Regions from separate parts of the Mus musculus genome. Here region 2 is linked to region 1. A link is a contact called in public HiChIP or PLAC-seq data. All regions are on one chromosome and are shown on one strand. Each heading gives the region's core, a stretch centred on a gene start, on an enhancer-like site or on the middle of the called end of the contact. The rest is flanking DNA. Distances are from core to core; before and after follow the strand shown. Region 1 overlaps Aars2 (alanyl-tRNA synthetase 2, mitochondrial). Region 2 has its middle 19 kb from the start of Taf8.

Region 1 (2,663 bases), core at 93-2,592:
ATAGAGGCGTATGAATAGCAACAGCTGAAGTAAACTCACTCCTATCCACTACCCATGGAGGAGCATGAAAACACATTCCAAGAACAGCTCTTGTGTTTTGAAGAAACTAGGATTTCTGGGAGTTTTCTCACAAGTGCAGAGAATTCTCACAGGATGTCCATTCTTGGGCAGCAGGCGTTCCTACAGGATGTGGTGGTCAGTTTTATGGCTGTGAACAAGCATGCACCTGGGCCAGGTCAGGCAGGCCCAACACCTGTGGCTACTCTCCTGCCTTACAGAGCTGCGGGGCTCCCCCTTACTCTGGCCGGGTAGGGGCAGCAGATGAGGGACGGATAGACACAGCGTACCGAGTGGTAGCCGATCACATCCGCACACTCAGTGTCTGCATTGCTGACGGTGTCTCCCCGGGGATGTCAGGTGCCCCGTGAGTCTGGAAGGGCAGGGCTGGGAGGGGGGAAATGGGGAGGTGAAGTCAGGTCAAGAGCTCAGAGGGAATAGGCGAGCACCCCACTCCCCGTATTGCTGGCTGGATGATGCTAGGCGGTCACGTCTGTGCTCTGAAACCCTCCAGGCTAGTTCTCCGTCGGATTCTCCGCCGAGCTGTGCGCTATTCCACAGAGGTCTTGCAGGCACCTCCTGGCTTTCTAGGCAGCCTGGTGCCAGTGGTGGTAGAGACACTGGTAAGTACAGAACCTCCTCCTTTCTGCAGGCCTTCTGAGCCCTTGGGAGCCTACCACTGAGCCCCAGCTGTGTCCCACCCTCACTGTCCAGTCCTGCACCCCGTCAAGGAGGCTGAGAGAGCTGGTCTTGCTCACAAAAAGCAGGGAGACCTTGGAAGGACGTTCATTCAGGGTGCTGGACCTTTGACCTCAGGGTTCCCTTCCACTTATATGCCTGCCCCACTGGGAAGTCACTTCCTTATTTGAGTCCCTCCCCAGTTCTCAAAGCATCTGAGCCCCCTGGGCGGGTGTCCCTTGATGCCGGTAAGGAGGAAGGGTGGGCTGTTTATCTCTTCTCTCCCACACCCCCAGGGATCTGCTTATCCAGAACTTGAGAAGAACTCAGTCAAGGTATTGATTGAGGTGGGGAGGGTGGGTGGGGGTGGGGAGGCTGCCCGAGAGCTGTAGGGAGAAGCCCGTCGTCTCCAAGGAAACCCAGATCCACTCCCTGCCCTGCCTCGGTTCAGATAGCCAGCCTGGTGTCAGAGGATGAGGCAGCCTTCCTGGCCTCCCTGCAGCGGGGCCGGCGGATCATCGATCGCACCGTCAAGCGCCTGGGCCCTTCTGATTTGTTCCCTGGTGAGTTGGGAGCCTGGCCAAAGCAAAGGGATTCTCAGGCTCGCCAGGGTGAGCGGAGGCCCAGAGCTTTTGGCCTACCAAGGACTTCAGACTCACACACCCCGCCCCCAGTCCCCAGCTTCTGCCGGAAGTTTCTCCCAGTTGCTTTAAACCTGAGCACCACAGGAACCCTGCCCTGCCACCCCCTCTCCTAACCACCCACCCACCCAGCCCTTGTTACCAAAGTCAGCTTCATGCTTAAACCGAGACCACCAAAATGCATTGAGTTCTCATCTTTATCTGACCTTGGAACCCGAAGTTTCAAAGTTTCAAGATGGCGCCTCACACACTAGAGGGGTTCGTGTGACTGAAAAAAAACCCTAAGCTGGCTTACTTCCTTCTCTTCCCTTTGATCTGCCACTCCCACCCTCAACCCTCTGCTCTGTGTCCTCAGCCGAAGTGGCCTGGTCATTGTCGCTGTCTGGGAATCTGGGGATTCCCCTGGACCTGGTGGAGCTGATGCTGGAGGAGAAGGGGGTGAAGCTGGACACGGCAGGACTGGAGCAGCTAGCCCAGAAGGAGGCTCAGGTACAGGCCGCCAGGCTCGGCAGTGACCCGGCCATTCCTCCCTCAGCCCTTAGAGGTAAGGAGACAGAACCACGGGCCCTGCTCGGTCTGTAGAGAGGAGCATCAGCCCCAGTGACCAAACAGAAGGAGAAGAAAGGGCCAGGGGTGCTTGTGGGCAAAGAGACCTGACCCTGAGGCGCCTGTCCTGTCTAGTTTACTAGCCACCTAAGATAGCTCTCTAGAGGCCAGCAAACCCCCTTAGGTCTCATTCCACGCAAGCTGCAGGGTCCACAGAGACAGGGCTTTCAAAGGCTCAAGTCCTATCCCATGGAGTTCTCTGTGCACCTGACACCCCCTCAACACCTCCCTGCCACCCACACACGATTGTATTGCAGCACCGGGCCCAGCAAGCAGAGGCAGATCAGGAGGACCGATTGTGTCTTGATGTCCACGCACTGGAGGAGCTGCACCGTCAAGGCATACCCACAACTGATGACAGCCCCAAGTATAACTACACTCTTCACCCCAACGGGGATTATGGTGAGAACCTAGACCCAGGCTGGTAGGCACAAGCTTACCTGACCTTGACTGGGAAGGAGAGAAATGATAGCTACCAGCCTCTTGCATTGCCCAAAGTATCCAGCAGGGGTCACTACCTCCTTCATCTGGAAATGCCTTCTCCTTCACCCTCTAAAGCCTCATCCCAAACCCATCATCACATCCCCGGGGCCCTAACACTGATAAATCCTTCTGCTTCTGGCAGAGTTTGGCCTCTGTGAGGCCCGGGTGTTACAGCTGTATTCAGAGACTGGGACAGCC
Region 2 (2,663 bases), core at 93-2,592, 2.0 Mb after region 1:
CTCAAAAGAAGGCAGGGGTAGAGCTCCGTGGTAGAGAGCCCTTGCCTAACAGGCTGAGGGCCTGGATTTAATCCCCAGATGAGGGAGGAAGGGAAATGAGAGGGTGGGAGTCGGACATGGTGGCATATGCCTTTAATCCCAGTACTTGGAAGGCAGAGACAGGAGGATCTCTGTGAGTTCCAGGCCAAAAGAGAGAGGGAGAGAGAATGGGACCTAGGAATGTCACTAAGTTGGTAGAGTGCTTCTGTAAGCGTGCAGGAAGCCCTGTGTTCAGTTCCATAAACTACAGTAATCCTAGAATTCGGGGGGTGGAGGTTCAAAGCCTGCCTCAACGACATCGCCAGTTTAAGGCCAAGCGGAGCTGTGAGGGTTTCTCATACATACAGTTTAGATATACTCTCCATACATTAAGACGCATAATCAATTAAGGGAAGTAAACCACAAATGGGATTAAAGGCGTGTCTCCCAAGTGCTGGGATTAAAGGCGTGCACCACCACGCCCGGCTTTGCCTTTTCTTTTTTTTAAGAACATTTCAGCTGCAGCTGTGTGTGGCTTGACCCCCAGTGCTACATAATCCCAGGATTTGTAGAGACAGAGGATCAGGGGTTCAAGGTCCTCCTCGGGGTACCTATTAGGAGGGCAGCCCAGGCTACGTGAGACTCTGTCTCAATAAAAATAAAAATAAAAAGCTGGGTGGTGGTGGCGCACGCCTTTAATCCCAGCACTTGGGAGGCAGAGGCAGGCGGATTTCTGAGTTCGAGGCCAGCCTGGTTTACAAAGTGAGTTCCAGGACAGCCAGGGCTACACAGAGAAACCCTGTCTTGAAACCCCCCTCCCCCCCCAAAAAAAGGTCCAGTTCTATAATAACAGGAAGAATAGAACATGTACTAGGAGTGTTCCATGAGCTTATGGGAAAAGTGTCGCTAGTTTGTGGTACCTCATTGGAAGCTGTAGGAGCTAAGAGTAAAGCTGGCAGTGGAGGGCTCAGTAAGGCCCAGAGCCTGGTGTGGACCCCAGCTTGCAACTCTCTGTCCTCTCTTCAAGTCCCGTTATACCAATTAAACAAAATTTTAAAAGTGTCCTGCCTGGCACTTCGGGGGTGCCCAGCTCAGGCCGTCATGACAATTGGGGTGGGCGGAGTTAGATAAGGGGGGGTAGTTACCCTCAAAAGGGCACAGAGTAGGTCTGAAGAAAGCCAGCTTCCTCTAGTCCTTTTGAGCAGCCTGGGGCTGCAAGGGTGGAGGGCCGGGGGAAGACTGCGGTGGGAGCAGGAAGCTGGGCAGCATCCCGCAGAGTCTGCCTCTCCAGCTCAGCAACAGAGGAGGGGGTGGAGTCTCCGTTGAGCCCTGAGATAAGGAACAGGCAGCAGCTGACAAGGGGATCAAAATAAACAGCTGTGCCCCGGGGAGAACAAGCTTTGCATTCCGTTCTGTGATCCCACCCCAATCCCTACTTCTCCCCCAGCCCGCCCCGCCCCCACCCGAGCACACTCGGCATCCCCGTCGGCTCTGAGGGCCTCCCCTCAGCCTTGGCTTAGCTCCTTGTGAGCTGTGTTCCCACATCAGCCCCCTCTTTAGGCAGAGGCTCTCGGGGGCCTTTCTCCAGCTGTCTGGAAGGACTGAGGACTCGAGACAGGTGGCCGGAGGTGGAAAAGAGAGGCCTCTTCCAGGGCCAGCCCCCATCTGCCAGGCTGGGCCACCCTCAGACTCTCCCCTGGGTAATCTAGGAAGGCCTGGGAAATAGAGTGGGGCTAAGCTCTGATAGCCAGGCTGGGGAGGCTGAGGCAGGAGCTGGGGTCTAGTGGTGAGAGGAGTATTCACTGGGCTGGAGACTTCTGCTCTCTGCCTCCCCAGGCACTCAGTACAGAAAGGATTGACAGTGACTTTTACGAGGGGCCGCTTTGACTGGCTTATGGGAGTTTATTCCTCAGTATAGTGCCTGAAGGTATCCTGGTCCCAGGGATCTGAGAGACTCCATAACTCCTGAGACTTCTTACTAGTGACCTTATTTCGACACACGCTAGCCTGGGGTCTAAGAGCTACAAGGAGCCACTACTTGCCCATCCCCCAGGGCTAGGCCGGCTCCTGGGGCCACCATGAGTAGCAATTAGCACCCCTTCTTCAAGATACCCCCATAAGCAGTCCCAGTCCGAAGAATGCAGGGTTTCAGGAAGGCCCTGGGCCACATCAGGAAGTGTCTTCATTGTCCTGAAGAAGGTTTGATGACTTCTGTGTTCCTGAGCCTGGATGTGGCTTCTAGCCTGGTTGTCCAAGGGTCAGATGCAGGGGCCTGCAGGGTGGTGTTAGCTTTGAGATACATCGGGAGTCTTAGCTGCTGGCAGGAAGTTGGCTCAATGGGAACACACGCAGAAGGGTCACCTGCTTCTTGCTGGCACGCTCCCAAACCTCTGTACTCAACTGACTCCTTGAGGCCCCCAAGACCCTCCAAGATACTATGTGTTTGACAGATTCTAGGCATATCCTCACTTATGTAGCCACCCTGACCCCTGAACAGTGGTTTGAATAAATGAATGCCCCAGAGAGCTAGGGGCAGCCGCTTGTGTATAAGAATCTCGGGATAGGAGCGGTACATCCTAAGGCCTCTATGGAACCCGGCTACGTTTTAGGAAGCTGCAGTATATTCAGGCCCAGAAAGCCAGGCC

The links. HiChIP or PLAC-seq counts read pairs in DNA pulled down with a chosen protein or histone mark.
Region 2: a contact with region 1 is called in an H3K27ac HiChIP or PLAC-seq map of embryonic stem cells, with 5 times the contacts expected there. The contact joins two enhancer-like sites. A contact is called at or near these places in 2 of 39 promoter capture datasets (hippocampal neurons and liver) and 1 of 115 datasets of contacts at active chromatin or transcription factors (embryonic stem cells).

The regions. Positions count from the first base shown.
Region 1 is chr17:45,514,214-45,516,876 of GRCm38.p6, forward strand. It overlaps Aars2 (alanyl-tRNA synthetase 2, mitochondrial), which reads left to right. Exons shown (of 22, transcript NM_198608.2): 6 at 279-424; 7 at 572-680; 8 at 1,032-1,070; 9 at 1,187-1,298; 10 at 1,732-1,865; 11 at 2,240-2,384; 12 at 2,608-2,663. Among named protein-coding and RNA genes, the nearest start is that of Tcte1, 7.9 kb to the right of the region's middle. Within about 2 kb of position 1,343, at least 31 of the 459 cell types and tissues checked have an H3K27ac peak or open chromatin away from gene starts, as enhancers often do. A contact at or near this core is called in embryonic stem cells and liver, where this site is marked.
Region 2 is chr17:47,520,444-47,523,106 of GRCm38.p6, forward strand. It overlaps a transcript of Ccnd3 not described here. Among named protein-coding and RNA genes, the nearest start is that of Taf8, 19 kb to the left of the region's middle. RefSeq lists an enhancer at 342-2,663. Within about 2 kb of position 1,343, at least 283 of the 459 cell types and tissues checked have an H3K27ac peak or open chromatin away from gene starts, as enhancers often do. A contact at or near this core is called in embryonic stem cells and liver, where this site is marked.